Regions from separate parts of the Mus musculus genome. Here regions 2, 3 and 4 are each linked to region 1. Evidence: chromatin contacts called from public HiChIP or PLAC-seq and promoter capture Hi-C data. All regions are on one chromosome and are shown on one strand. Each heading gives the region's core, a stretch centred on a gene start, on an enhancer-like site or on the middle of the called end of the contact. The rest is flanking DNA. Distances are from core to core; before and after follow the strand shown. Region 1 holds the start of Npy2r (neuropeptide Y receptor Y2). Region 2 holds the start of Fga (fibrinogen alpha chain). Region 3 holds the start of Rbm46 (RNA binding motif protein 46). Region 4 has its middle 51 kb from the start of Rbm46.

What was found. Promoter capture Hi-C pulls out the DNA fragments that hold promoters and counts their contacts. HiChIP or PLAC-seq counts read pairs in DNA pulled down with a chosen protein or histone mark.
Region 2: a promoter capture Hi-C map of hippocampal neurons shows a contact between it and region 1, with 2.1 times the contacts expected there. The contact joins the promoter of Fga here to the promoter of Npy2r in region 1. A contact is called at or near these places in 1 of 39 promoter capture datasets (hippocampal neurons) and 1 of 9 other capture datasets (adipose tissue).
Region 3: a contact with region 1 is called in a promoter capture Hi-C map of liver, with 2.4 times the contacts expected there. The contact joins the promoter of Rbm46 here to the promoter of Npy2r in region 1. A contact is called at or near these places in 7 of 39 promoter capture datasets (the HPC-7 cell line, embryonic stem cells, frontonasal cranial neural crest and 3 more), 1 of 484 Hi-C or Micro-C datasets (nephron progenitors) and 1 of 115 datasets of contacts at active chromatin or transcription factors (forebrain).
Region 4: a contact with region 1 is called in an H3K27ac HiChIP or PLAC-seq map of VIP interneurons, with 4 times the contacts expected there. The contact joins the enhancer-like site here to the promoter of Npy2r in region 1. A contact is called at or near these places in 2 of 484 Hi-C or Micro-C datasets (cortical neurons and embryonic stem cells), 3 of 115 datasets of contacts at active chromatin or transcription factors (VIP interneurons, embryonic forebrain and forebrain) and 2 of 9 other capture datasets (adipose tissue and embryonic stem cells).

Annotation. Positions count from the first base shown.
Region 1 is chr3:82,546,536-82,550,222 of GRCm38.p6, forward strand. It overlaps Npy2r (neuropeptide Y receptor Y2), which reads right to left and starts at 1,550. Exons shown (of 2, transcript NM_008731.3): 1 at 1,302-1,550.
Region 2 is chr3:83,024,484-83,028,170 of GRCm38.p6, forward strand. It overlaps Fga (fibrinogen alpha chain), which reads left to right and starts at 1,670. Exons shown (of 6, transcript NM_001111048.2): 1 at 1,670-1,785. The coding sequence starts at 1,732.
Region 3 is chr3:82,874,486-82,878,172 of GRCm38.p6, forward strand. It overlaps Rbm46 (RNA binding motif protein 46), which reads right to left and starts at 1,998. Exons shown (of 6, transcript NM_001277170.1): 1 at 1,823-1,998. Rbm46os (RNA binding motif protein 46, opposite strand) reads left to right here and starts at 2,220. Exons shown (of 4, transcript NR_040382.1): 1 at 2,220-2,273.
Region 4 is chr3:82,823,291-82,826,977 of GRCm38.p6, forward strand. No RefSeq gene overlaps it. Among named protein-coding and RNA genes, the nearest start is that of Rbm46, 51 kb to the right of the region's middle. Within about 2 kb of position 2,096, at least 2 of the 459 cell types and tissues checked have an H3K27ac peak or open chromatin away from gene starts, as enhancers often do. A contact at or near this core is called in VIP interneurons, where this site is marked.

The DNA.
Region 1 (3,687 bases), core at 300-2,799:
CCTTTTTTTTCTTTTCAATCACATTTTCTTCCCTCTGAAATCCTTTCGCTGGAGTCTTACAGCTCCTCTGCAGGAATGGCTATCGATCTGCAAGCTATTACCCTGTGAACACTCTGAGCTGCATGCAGGCACAGTACTAGCCCTGGGCTGGGCAAAGCACTACCCAGGACACAGAATGTATCATTCACAACAGCACTTCTGGAAAAGTAGGAGAGTGAAAGAGAACGTGAGGGTAGACACTGCCACGCGTGACACTCCTGAGGCCCCCAGTCAAACCAGAAAGAGGCAAGGGGGAGAGCCTTTCCTTGAAACAAGGCAAAATGAGACATTCAGGTTATTCAAGAAATTCAAAACTCTGAATAGCGCTGTTCTCTTGAACAGGTGCCCCTTGACTGAGTTTATTACAGAAGCAGTCAGTGTAGAAAGGGAAATGATGCTTTTTTCCTTCTGACGCTCTAGGTGCTTTCTTTAATAAGCCAGAAACCTTCTCCTGCTTTAACTACATGCTGAAATCACTGGAATTGCAAGTTATTTCTGAGATAGAGTCACTCCAGGTGGGCAAAGTGTGACATCCCTGTCTAGCCCTCCTTCCAGTATTGTTTTCCCAGGGAAAACCCCCAAGTTCCATGCTACAAACTATAGTTGCCTGCACCTGTTGGATCTCCTGTGAGGGGAGATGCGGTCTTTAACACTGCAACATACAGGGCATTATTGTTTGCCTAAGTAGAGATGGATGGATCATCTGAAAAGTCAGCGAATGCTTCTCTTTCCTGTATTTGTGCTTCCTGTCTTTGACAGTAGTGTAGTCTCTTAAATGACACTGGGATTTTAATGACTAGTCTCTACTAAGAATGACATTTAAATATTACTGCCCCACCACCACCACCACCATGCCACACAACCACAGACTTCTACTAGTAGGTGACCCCATCTTGGGGAAATGAATGGAAGCCTAAATAAATCTCTATTTTTGAACAGCCTTAGAAAACCCTACATGATCTTGCACTTCAGAAAGTGCTTGAGTTTTAAAGAGGGGGCAAAGTCATATCTTACTGTCTCATACTGTAGCGCTCAATCAAGGAACAGTCTATAACCTTCAGCAGAAAAGAAAAAGTCCAGCAAAAGAAGAAAAGCGAAGTGGTACTAGCCCACCTAGTTCCAGTGTTCCACTTAATGCCTGGAGGGGTGGGCGGCTCCCCTTCGGAACACATCCCCATGCCCTCTTACCCCTGACAGGACCCGGGGCTCCTCTAGGGCTGTTCATGATCTCAGAAGGAGAACTGGAGTTTGAACTTACTTACTGTATTGACTCTTGCGCGTTCCTTCTCAGATGAGGAATCCAGGAATTTCAAGCAAGGGATTATCTAAACAGCCAGTCTGGAGACAGTCCTGGGAGGCACCCAAAGCAGGTCCGATTTGGTGTGAGCCAGCAAGTGAGATCAGAAGCAGGAGCGGCAAAGCGGAACAGCTGCAATGCTGTGCCTGCTCGGCTTCTCGGTGGACCTCTAAAGCCACTCGATCAGGGACCCCGCACTGCACAGCTCAGAGCCCCGGGTAGGAGTGGGTGGGGAGGGAGGAGGATCGGAGATAGAAGTGGAGAGAAACGCCGCCCTGGAAGGAAAGGACACAGGTAGGGGAACTGCGGAGCGAGGGAGTGAGGCAGATAAGTTCCCCGTAGTCAGAGACTGGAGATTAGTGTCCTCCAACCTTAGTTGCACGCTATGCAGCGTAGCGCCTCATCGTTCCTCGCCACCACTCCCTGCAGCTGCTATTCACTCCACTTAGGAGTTCACCTAATCTGCAGAGAAAAGTGCAGGGCAGTGGCGAACCCCGATGCAGGGAGGGAGCTGTGGTCCCTGGCTATGTGAACAGCGACAGACACCTCAGGCTTGCGGGTGTGGGCTGGAGAGAGGTTCCACACTTGGGGTGGAGGGGCAGAATCCCACTCTGGGCTAGGAGTTTCCTTGTGTAAAAACCAAGGAGGAGAACGAACTCCTCGCAGAAGCTGGATCCCAAGGACAAACAGCCAGCGCGCCCTGCCACACAGCGCAGGCACAGGAACTGTGGTTAACACGAGTCCAGTGCCTGGGGGACGGGAGCAGCAAAGCCCTTAACAGGTGTCCCTGGAACCCTGCGCCTTCAGATCACAAGCCCAGGTGTCCCAGCGGAACACTGGCAAAACTGTCCCTCGGGAAGAACGTAGAGAACAGCAGTGGGTCGTAAAACAGTCTTTCTTTGTCCAATTAGTTGACTTCAAAATTCTTCGCCTTTAGTTCTTGCACCATTCGAGATTTCGAGAGAGCAGGGAGACCATGCCTCGGGAAATGTTCCTCAGGAGTGAAGCCCGAAGGCTGAAAGAGGACATGCAGGACTTTCAGTCACGCTAGAGGGCTGTTTCAACCTTACCCTGCAAACTCTTCATTCACCAGCAGTCTTTCCAGAGGTTTGCTACAAGTCTCTTTTCCTTCAGATTTTAAAGGGGGCAGTAGAGACTTGAAAGCCAGGAAGCCAGGCTTGTCTTAACCACCGTGTCTCTCAGAGCTGCACAAGTCACCTCGCTGCATTGGATCACTCTTCTTGTTGTTTTCTTTTCTTTCTTTCTTTTTTAATTTATAAAATAAGGATGGCCACATTAGTTCTCAGAATGTCTCTGAAGGATACAAAACAATGATTCGATTTAGATTAGGTGTCTCGAAAAAAAAAAGTTATACTTAACCTATTTTTAAAAGACAAGTACTCCCCCACGTAGTAATAATTACTCCTTTATTGGGAAATGGATTTTCAGTCCCGTGGCCACTGAAAGTCACACACCCTAATTATAGGTCATAAGAAGTATAGAATCTGATATCAATCTTCAATTCATGTGACATCATGCTAAAGAAGCTACCTATAAAACAGTGTTTCGTGGGCCTTTCAATTACCAGTACATAAAAGGCAGCAGGCCTGCGAGAAGCCATGATGTTTTACACACTCTGCTTAAAGTCCTTTTTGTAAGCATTTTTTTGGTTTAGGGAAGTATCTCTTGTTCGCACATATGCTTTCAGTTGAACAGATTCCTTTTTTAAAAAAGAGACACTGGGGAATGAGTAACTCCTGTGGCCTCACAAGAGCTGGGAATTGCTCTGCCTCTGAGCTTCAGATTCATACTTTTTTTCTGTTTTTGGTTTTTTTGCTTTGTTTGAGGACTGCATCTTACTAAGTTGCCCAGGCTGACCCAGTGTTCTCTATGTAGCCCAGGCAGGCCTTGAACCTACTTAACCTCCCTAGGAGTCAGTGTTGCAGGCAGCACCATCAGGTTCAGCTCTCTGTGCTTCTTAATATTGGGACGGTGAAGGAAGGACTCTGTGTGTCTAACAAGTTCAACTTTTGAAAACTGACATAGAAGCAAATGACCAAAACAAATCTGATGAGCAGGGTTGCTGAACATAATAGTTTTGGAGGATTTTAACCTATTTTTCAAGCAGTGATTGCACAAAACACTCTTCTCTCATAGCAATGATTAACAAAGGCTTCTAAGCGGCCCTTTCTGAAAACTGAACTCACTTCCTTATAGGCATGCCAGCGTCTTAAATGATTCACATGCTCCATACCCCTCTGATCTGTAACTCCAATAATAACAAAGAACACAGGACTTAAGTCTTTCAATAAAGTACAGATTGGATGAGAAGCTGATCTGGGAGGTGAAAG
Region 2 (3,687 bases), core at 420-2,919, 480 kb after region 1:
GTGGAAGAGACAGATAGTGCCCCATACAAATGATAAATGCCACAAGTGATACCTGATCTAAGACAGGACGGAGGAACAAGGGGCCACATTCATTTCAGGTATCAAACCAGGAACATGCAGAATGTCCAGCAAATATTTGGGTGCTCAGTAAGCACTCAATAAAGGTTAGTAGTGACAGCTGTTACCAGGAGTGGTTTCACATAGGAAGCAGAATTTCACACAAAGCAGGACTGGTTGCCAGCTAACAGAATACCCTGTTACGTTTGCATTTCACATGAACAACTACATTCTAGTATAAGCATACTCCAAACACGGCAGAAGACATGCATACACTAAGATATATTGGTTGTCTGTCTGAGATTCAGATTTGGCTGCTCATTCTCAGTGTTTATTACTAAATACAGCACACTTAAGTCAAAGGGTTTTTTTTAATCATTTTATTGAACCGTGACTGATATGTAAAAGTGCTGTATGTTTGATGTGAAATAACCACCCCTTTGAGCTCATTAGTATATGCATCACCTTCTTTGATTATCTTTCCCTTTTCCTCTTTTTTCTTCCTTTCTGTTTCCCTCATTTCTCGTCTCCAGGAAACCACTACTGTGTCCCAGTCTCTTGAGTTGCACATTAAAGGTTTCACACGGAAGTGAAGTCACATCGTTCGCTTAGTGTGATATCCTCAAGGCTCCCGTACATTTCCCCAAATGTGTGAATTTCTTCTTTTCACAGGCTGAACAATAATCTCTTGTATCCACCCCTTTTCTTTATCCATTCATCCATTGTCTGAGGCTGCTTCCATAGTGTGGAATTGTGAACAATGAATATTCTGTTCAAAATCCAGCTGTTGCTTTTTGGGGGGGGGGGGAATATTAGTGGGTGCGTGGTTGGGTCACACAGAAGTTTCACTGAGTCCAGAAGAATTGTACATGGAAATGAAGAGCAGATGAAGAGAGATCAAGCCCAAAGGCAGGAAGTACAGTACATTTTCCATGTACTTCTCCAATCATGGCCAGCACTTCCTCCCAGGCCGTGGTGACAACCACTCCTCGGGAGGCCTTGAAATAATTCACCCATTTGTTTACTAACATGTGTAGGATGTTGCCTTTGCCCTGGTCTTTAAGAGAGGAGACTGATTCCCAAGGATGGACAGTTAACCTTCATAAGTGCTCAGAGCCAGGAAGCTGGAGCTAGGACTGTGGATGCTGGCATTGGTCGCCAGCAGCTACTGTCTTGACCTCTGGCTGGAGGAAAACAACCCGTTTAACATAAGCTTATTGTAGGCTTTCAGGTCATTCTGAAATTCAGATGAACTCTGAATCCCACACACAGTCCAATGTCTCTGCTCCACAGAAGTGATAGCCAGAGTGCCCTGGCTGCTCTCTTACTTCCTTCAGGTGTGAACTGTGTTCATCTCCCCAGCTTCCAAGGCCCCCATTTCCTGGAATGTAGATTCCCCCCACCCCCCAACTGCTGACTGCACAATCAAATGCTACCATTTGCAACAACTTATCGGAAACAAACAAGCTACAGAGAATTGAGCAAGAGTTTCTGGGATACCTTGGTTATTATGGTCAGAGCACAGGACACACTGTGAGCTTTGGCTGCTTGAGTGGGCCAAGGGTGATGATTAACCTCCTGCCGGTTTAAGTAGGGTTGGAGCTGTGAGTGCAGTCAGTCCTCCTTCGCTTCAGCTCCAGTTCTCCTCATGAGCCATCCCTAAACGCAGACACCATGCTGTCCCTGAGGGTCACCTGCCTCATCTTGAGCGTGGCCAGCACAGTCTGGGTATGTGCTTTCTCTTCTCTCTGTTAATTCTTCCGCAAGGAGCCCTGAGTTCAGAGTCTACAAGTCCTTTGTACTTAGCTTTTTAAATGCCAGGCCAGGGAGGCAAATTCTTAGATGAGCCTGACAAGTGTATGGGGAAATGTGATGTCCAGAGGGAGGCCCTAGGATAACGAGAGATCTTGACATCTGTCGTTCAGGCTGATTCAGATGCAGTCTTTAAAACTGCAGCTGTGTGTTAGTATACTCTCACGGTTGCTGGGGATTGATCCAGCATAGAATTCCTCATGCTGCAACCCTTAGATGCAGTTCCTCATGTTGTGATGACCCGCAACTAGAAAATTGTTTTTAGTTACTACTCCCTAACCTTAATTTTATTACTTTTATGAATCATAACGTAAATATTTTTGGAAATAGAGGTTTGCCAAAGGAGTCGTGACCCACAGGTTGAGAACCCCTGGGCATGGCAGTAAAGCTCTCTACAACTAAGCTACACTGCCAGCCTCCTGAATCCCTCCACATGTTTGTCCCTTTAAACTCCAGAGACATCATTCTAACAGAACAAAACACTGGGTAAGAACTGTTCTCCAGCTGGTAATTCCAGACATTTGTCTGTAATGAGCAGAAGGTTTGGGGTTTAGTATGGTTTACCTCTAGTCTTTGTTTTATTTGTAATATTTTAGTTTTGTAATGTTGTCATGTTGAGGAATGAAGCAGAGCTTTCTCTGTACTGACCAAGCAAGCGTTCTACACCCGCAGCCCTAAGAGGAACTTTTCATATCCTTTTGAAGACATAAAAGGAAGAGGGCAAATTAATTGCCTTTGAAAACGTATAGCAAATTCCGAAGACATTAGTTATGAGGCAGTGGGCTCTTTGGAAGGATTCGTGTTCTTTTCAGATAACTTCTAAATACTGACATCATTCCCCAAATTAAGCCCCAAAGAAAAACAAAAGAAAGAAATCTAAATTACTGGAGTTTCTGACACATTCTAGTTTATAAAACATGTCAACTATGACCAAGGACCTAGTGACATCCTAATTAGTTACCCAGGCTGTATATTATTTCAGGTGTTTTTTGTGGTGGTGGTGGTGGTGGTGGTGGTGGTGGTGGTGGTGGGTTTTTTGGCTCACCATTCAAAAATCTTGATATCAGAGAGTAAAGAACAATACATTTTGGAGGGAATTAAACTAAAATAACCAGCTGAGGCGATATTTCTGGGTAATTTGTACTTCTATTGTCTTCCTTGTCTCATTATTATGTGCACTTTCTGTCTGCTTCATTGTTGTGCTATTTTACTCATACAATTGAATTTACCATTATATTTCTTATACAAAAGGACTCGTTCTTTTAAATGAGTTGTTCTTCGCTGCTTTAATTATGGTAATTAGGATTATTTGAATTTTCACAAATGAGAATGAGACCATGTTGATTAATTATAAGGAAAAACTACCCCAAACTAACATAGTGACAGGAAGTCCCTTGTAAGTTGGCAGTGCAGAGCGGAGGCGATGAACGCCTCGAAGCCATCTCGACCCGTTAGACTAGGAAGTCTTATGGGACAAAATGTTTTGTATTTCATTTGGGTTATAGCTGAGAACTTTTAGCTCTAGGTTTCTAATTATAAGGTGTTCCAAAAATTGCTGGTTGCTGACTACTGCTTCAACTGTTTATTATTTTCATTTCAAATGAAAATCTACAATTGCATGATTGTACTACAAAACATTGCCAAGTTTTCACTTCCCACATTTGTGTACTTGATAACTGTTTGTCTGGATCATGGACCATCTCCAAGGGTTACCATAGAAACCTGAAGGAGAAAGGAGCATGGGTGCAACAGGGCATAGGTTTTTACATTCAGAAAGAGGACTTCAGGGAGGGAAAAAAAAAAAAACCTAGAATGTTT
Region 3 (3,687 bases), core at 748-3,247, 330 kb after region 1:
ACAGTAAATTCCACGTTTGTTGCTTCAGGTGTTACTGAGCTGCCTAGTGCCAATTCTGAGCAATATTTATTTCAGTGAGATAGGGTACTTTAGAAAACGTGTTGAAAACTTTTTAAAAATGTGGTCCTAGGCATCTAAAATATTTTATAAATACAAGTTTAGAGACGAGTCAGTTCAATTTCATTTTAAACTATTTCTATTATAAATAATGAGTGTGTTTGACTGCAAAGGTGAAGTGTTTAAAACTTTTAGTACTAGGTATTTCGCGAACGAAGAACTGACTTAAATTTAGGATGATAAAAAGAAACCAACTATTTAGAAAAATCATTTGTGGTCACAATGCGCAGTGGGTTACTGCGCCTGAGAACTTGTTACACCTCTGAACCCCACCAGGGAGAGAGGCAACTCCTGAAAGTTGCTCCAACTCTCACGCAAGCCGCTGCACTCACACAGGGAAAATTGTTTCAAATCACTGCAAACAAATGTTAAATACTAAACCCAAAAGCGATGTGCTCTTTCAGTTTATGAGAGATACCTATAAATGCTTTCCTGACTAAAGACACTGTCATCTGTAGTGTCATTTGAAGTCTTATTAATTTGAACACAGAAATCACATTTCCCCTTATCTTTTTACCTTACCAACCAACAGATATTAAAGTTAACAGCATTAAAAATTTTTAATTTACACAAATTACTTATTTGCAATCCTTTCTTAACTTCTGGTACCTCTTAAGTTTTCCACCAATGAAAACAATACCACTGAACGCTTAAAGCGTAACTTCACCCATACACAGTTGAATATATATTCTTGGTTTTAATATTTCTTACTTTATAAGGATGTTTGCACCTTACATGAGCTGTTTTATAATTTTGGCATTAATATTTTAAAGTCCAAGACTCTTATATGAAAATTAGCACTTAAAACATGGCCACACGCAGGAAATAAGGCATTAGTTGGTTATTTGGCAAATACAGTGCTAACAAGATCCGAATGTCCTCAGTGGCACAGTTAGTGATTGAGACAATATTTTAAACAGGTATACTTAAAAACAAATCTACCTATCACAGCGCTAAGGTTGATTCTTATGACTACAAAGGAAGTTTCTGAAGCATCTCATTGCCCTAATCCCTTGAAATGAAAACTGCTAGTTATTTAAATTAGCCTATTTCCACATGCATATTCATAAATGATGGGCTGTTACCACCTTGATGCTACCTATAGTGCTTCCTGGTTTTAACCTAATTCTAGAAGGCTAAATGAGGTGCTTTTTCTGAGTCCCCTGGGGTCCCCTTCTCATAAATTCACCAGGAAGCCAGTCCACCAGCATCCACCGGGCCCCTGGACCGGCTCCGTGGTCCTCCCTCACCCCAGGCTGCACTAAGAGTGTTATCCGGCCCGTCGGGCAGTTGGCTCCCGACAACCACTCACGCAGATCCCCTAGGCAGCCCGGCCGCTTCCCAGTCGGGGCGGCGGAAAGTTCGAGGCCCGGCCCCCGCTAGGAACTCTGGGCGGCGCGGCGAGCGGACACAACGGCGACGGGAGGCCAGCGAGGTCGGGAAGCAGCGGCCAGGACCCCGAGGTCCCGGAGCTTCTGCCGACTGGGCAGCCGCGCAGGGAGCCCGAGACCCGAGAGCCGCTGTCGACGGGGCGGCCGCGCAGGGAGCCCGAGACCCCGGAGCCGCTGTCGACGGGGCGGCCGCGCAGGCCAGCCCGCGGACACCGCCCGACGGTGGCGCCCCGGACCCCGCACGAGGGCACCCCCGACTGCGGCCGTTGGCAGCGGTTTGCCGGTCACCCCCGCAGCTCCCATTCCCGCCTCACCCCGTCGGGTCTTCAGAGGCCAGACCTAAAAATCCCTGGACCAACGAGCACAAACCGCCGCCAGAGCTTCGGATCGGCGCTGCGGGCGGAAGCGGTGGTCAGAGGAGTCGCCGCGGGGCCGGACGGGGCAGGGCGTGGCCAGTGGCGCTCGTGCTGTCCTCGCGCCTCGGGGCCACGGGCTCTTCGCCTCAGCCTAGCGTGCCTCACGTGGAGTGGCCCCACCTCGACCAATCAGCGGCCGCCGGTGGGGGCGAGGAGGCGGGACTGAGGCTTGAGGCCGGAGGAGGCACTTGCGACAGGCGAAAGGGACTTGGAGTGGCACGCTCGCTGGCCAATCAGGAGGAGAAAAGCCAGTCTGGGCGAGTGAAGTTTGGCGCGTGGAAGACTTGAAGGCGTTACTAAACAAAAGTTACAAAGTGAACTTGCAGTGCTTCCCTTAAGGGAGATGTAGGTAGGTTGAGAAAGTTCTTTGTCTGGCTGGATGAAGTTTGCAAATCTTGATTGAACGCCTTGTTGGGTGCAAAACAGTCATGGGGACTTTTGTAAATGAGGATGGGAGGGGTGGCCCCTTAATTTCTGATTCCCCTTAAAACAGATATGATGAGACTGGGATCGTAAATAACGTTAACAGAGTTTTAGCCCTTTTATGTTTCTACGTGCCAAAAGCAGTTCCAGGGCATCTTCGTCCGTTCTCACAGGGTTTTTAAAACTAAGTTATAGCATGTTTTACAGACAGGGAAACCGACTCAAGAGAGCTGTGGGCGTTTACACAACGTGTGCATCAAGCGGCTTGTGATATGTTACTATCCCAAAAGGTGCCCCCCAAGGAGAACGCTATGCACAATACCTGGGAGGCGTTGGTAACTCGGAAAGCAGTTATTCCTAAACTCTGCTCTGCACAGTATTTTCCAAACAAGTTGAAAGCCTGAGCCACATCTAATACACTAGTTTGGCTTTGTTTTTAAAGATTTTTTTAACCTCAAAAACTACAAGAGGAAGGTTTGTTAAACATTGTTCGTTTGTTTTGTTTTGTCCAGGAAAGAAAGGTTCTTCACATTCATTTTCATGTCTGAATTTTACAGACTTGATTTTACAGACTAGCTGATTTTAAGCGTCGTTGTAGGAGCCTGTAGAAGCCAGTAGGTGGCGATATTTTATTGTGAGGTGTGAATGAGGTCTTGGAGGTAGCCTGGAGGACTACTTAACATTTCCAGTGTGTTCTCTTTTCACACCCCATCCCCAGTATAAAGGAAACCAAGTGAACAAGAGTTTCATAAAGGTCATTAGAGTGAGGCCTTAGAAACTTGCTTTAGAAAGACAATGTTAAAGACTCAAGTTACAGGGTACATCCTCTCCCTCAAAGTCTTAAAGAAACTGAGCAAATTTTATTAGCAGATGTATTTTTCATTGACTGCTATAAAAGATTTATGCCTTCTGCAACCAAAACATAAAGGAATAGCCTTTATTTCTTAAGTTTCCAAGAAGAGGGCATCTGAAACCTTTATGCTACGAGAATTCTTTAAGAATAGACTGCAAAATAGAAATTTTTAGATGCTTTATGGGGAAAGATGACCCAAATGAAGAAAGATGTGAAATGCAGGTGTTCTTTTGTCTGAAAAGAAGCCAGAATTGGGATAAGCCTTTGCTGATGGCGAAAACAGGAGAAAATCTATCAGCAGCTCAAAGGGAAATTATGCTGTCTGTGGGAATGGAAAGAAATGGTTAAACAGTGGAAGGGACCAGGAGAAAAGGTTCAGCATTTAAGAACCAACCCTGGCTGTTCTTCCAGAGGAGCCACATTCAATCCCAATGGTTTTAACTGTCTGTAACTCTGCCTCTAGGAGATAGACCACCTCTGGCTTCTG
Region 4 (3,687 bases), core at 846-3,345, 280 kb after region 1:
GGAAGTAGAACCCTTGTAAACTGTCTCCCCGTTAGATCGGTGGAAGTGCTGGCTTGCAGGATGCCACCTCAGGCTTCAATTGCAGGATGGAAAAGGTCCTTACCAAAGCTCCTGGATCTCTAAATGTCCAGTTCCTCCTGGGCGCCTTCACCGTGAGTGCACCTTTGTTTCACTGCCCTTTGAAAAGCTCTTCAAACATCATCCCTTGATGATGCAGCTGTTTAAGCATATAGCCAAGTGTGTGCTTTGAGACATTAAACATGAGAATGAGGTCAAATAGAAGAAACAAGACTGCCAGAGAGACTTGATGGATTCATTAGGTGAGCATCCAGAGAGCCACTGAGGTGAGAGAAAATACGACACGGTGACCTCCAGGACTGAAACCGGAATGCTTTAAGATATCAAGAAATAAAAAGTCCGTGAGATTCCTAATGCTAAAGGAATCCTAAATCTTTTGAGACTAACTGGAGTGTAGCGTAATGGAAATAATTTACATGGAAATGCTGGCAGGCATTAGAACATAAATCTGATGACAGGGATTTATTTAAATAAAACTAAAGCATTTTCGATCTTTTTCAAGTAGATATATCCTTAACGAAAAGGAGAAACACTGAATTGACCATGACCTTGACATTGGACTGTATGTCTTTGATGAAATTGACTTTTAGTAATGTGGTCATACCAATTGTTTTGTTTTGTTTCATTTCTCACCAAAGAAATATCATCCTGAAAAGGTTAATGTAAGCTCTTTCTAGGTTTTAATATAATTTTCTACTAACATTCCCATTTTCTGAAAGTTGCTATATCATATTTCTTATATATTAGTAGCAGTGCCACATTAATTCTACATGTATACATGAGATATAAAAATGGGACAATGATGACAGTAGATATGTCCCAAACTGCAAACAAAGCAAAGCCTTCACAGCCTCTAATCTCTACATTAAGACTCAGCCAATACAGAACCTCTCGTTCCTGGACAGATAGTTTTCTGTCCTGGGAGAATAAATTCAAACGTAATGAGCTGAGTTTGGTTATACCAATAGAGAAGTCAGAGAGTGAGGCAATTTGGGGGCTTTTTAAAAAGCTTAAATGTTAAAGACGTTATTCCTTATTCCTGATCATCATTCAAAGGGTGATGATTCTATGAATTTAAAAAAGTCCCATTGTTCTTCATATCTATTGCTCTTTATTAATACTTTTTAAATTAAATTTTGGGACTTGGGAGAGATGACTCAACAGGTAAGAGAACTGGCTGATCTTCCAGAAGACCTGGGTTTCATTCTCAGCCCCCACATAGCACCCACACAGCTTACAAATGTTCATGACGCCGGTTCCAGGGAGCCTGGCACCTCCTGCTGATCTCCACAGGCACCAGGAAAACACTCATACACATAAAATAAAAATAAATAAGATCTCTTCAAAAATTCAATCTTTTAAAGAACCACTGTGTTCATCAGACATGACCAAAAGGTCTTTGGTAACTTAGTACTTCCCCTTTCCTTTAAAGAACAGAAATGTCATAAAAGGTTGGGAGAATGCAGGCTTCTCAGGGGATATTAGAACGTGTGTGGTACTGTAGTAATCGCATCCTGTTCCTTGGTTTTCATTTGTAACTCTTCTTAAGCATAACTACCCTGAGAGATAACTGAATGTTAAGCATAATTCTGTTTCTTTTCCCCACCATAATTCCTTCTTCATACTCTCACTATTGTTCCATAGAAGAGAGGCATTTCTCAAGCCCAGCCTTGTGATGTTAAACATCTTTGTAACCCAAGGAGACCATTACACATGTCATTTTCAGGTAGAGAAAGTCAGTGACCCTACTGGGAGCACTACACATCTCTCTTGCTGTTGGACTTAGGTGACTTTCAAATCTTTGCTTTGATAAAACCAAAGGATCCAATGTCCGCAGAGAGAGCACCAAAAATGAATCCCTGATTAGAGCAATTATTCAGAAGGAATAAATGAAGCACCGTTAGATAATCATCTTCCATTCCCCTCCACTTATGCAAATAAAGAGGTTGCTCAGCACTTACGTCGATTACAGGGAGGAATGTGGGTAGAATGGTCAATGAGCTCGGTCTCGTTCCAGCAGTAAGTAATATTCATGCACAGATACAAAAGCAAATGTCCCTGCTTGTTATTCTAGGCTGCCTCCTCTCAGGATCTCAGGCTGCTGTGGATGCTGAATGGCCACACGCAGATAACCTCAGAGCAGGACGGAAACAGCTCCCCGAAGAAAGTCCTTCTGGGAGCAGTGAAACTTTACCCAAGATCCCATTCCCCAAGCGTGTCTTATGGCGACTCCTAAAGCTAATCTCCATTCACTCCTGATGCCAAGTGGAAACCACATTATGGACCTTAGACCCCAAAATATATGACCAAGCCACTTATATAACTGCCACCAAACAGCATAGGTAATCCTGCCCATTTCTGGTTAAACTGTTTGGGGTTTTTGTTATTGTTATTGTTGTTGTTTTCTTGTTTTTAGTTTTGGCTGTGAATTCTAACACACAAAACAAACAAGTTTCCACTTTTCATTTTCCTTCTTTTCTGTTTCTTCTTTTTTTCTCTCTCTCTTTTCTTTCCTTATATTGGTTAAAACACAAGCGTGCTTTTCTAGGGGTCTGGATAATCTCACTTGTTCCCTGAGCCCCATCTCTGTCCACCATGTGGCTGTTTGCCAATTCAAAAAAGTCCTGACTTCCTCTTTGCCTCCTCTCCATCTTTCCTGAATCTGTAGAGATCAACTCTTTGGCGGCCCTGTTGTTTCTCTTTCAAACTCTAATAAAATTGTCCTTTGGCTTCAAAAATCTACTTAAGCAAAATGCAAACAAATTCAGAGTTCTATCAGCAAGATGAAAATACTGTGCAGGCCGCCATCAAGACTAGCCTCAGCTAGACAACCAGGAGAGGTTCCAAGGTAAGGCCTTGCATGAGCAGACAGCCATTAGGGTCTGCCTCAGTGAATCAACTCGGAAAGGTTCTTATGTAAGGCAAGATCCAGGAGTCTCCCCCTACCTCCCACATCTCAGACTCTCTAGTGACACATTGCAACACCAGTGGAATTACCTTACTTTCTGCTCCTAACAAACTTTCAAAGCCATCTGAGTACAATTTACTGCACTGGTGGCTGTGGGGGCTAATAAGTACCAAAGATGGATGTTACTGGCTCTTACTTCCAAGGAATGTAGGAGGCAGAAGAAAATGTAGGCACAGAAGAGGGAGGAAAGACATTTGGAGCTCACATGGGGTGATTCTACCTGTAATACTAAGAACTGACCCGTGTAATAAAGGCTGCCTCCCTCGCCTCCCTCTCACCATACACAGTGGGAAGCTTGCAAACGGAACCAAACTACATTTATCTCTGAGAGTCATGACCCTTGACAACTCTTAGCACAGTCCTTTGCATGTAATGTAAGAGTCATTGAAATTTATTGAGTGTTTGCCACTGCCATCCACTATTCCAAATGCATTCTGTGCAATGAATGATTTAATATTCCCCACGAGTAAGGTCTTAGCATCTCCATTTTATGAGCCAATGAAACCAGCGTGCAGAAACCTTCAGCACCTGTCCAAGGCTACAGGTGTAGACGCTGGTTTGCCACCTTCTCACTCTTGCCTCTGCCTCACTCTAATTAACATTCACTGCAATAAACTCCCTAAATTATCTCTGCTTGCTAC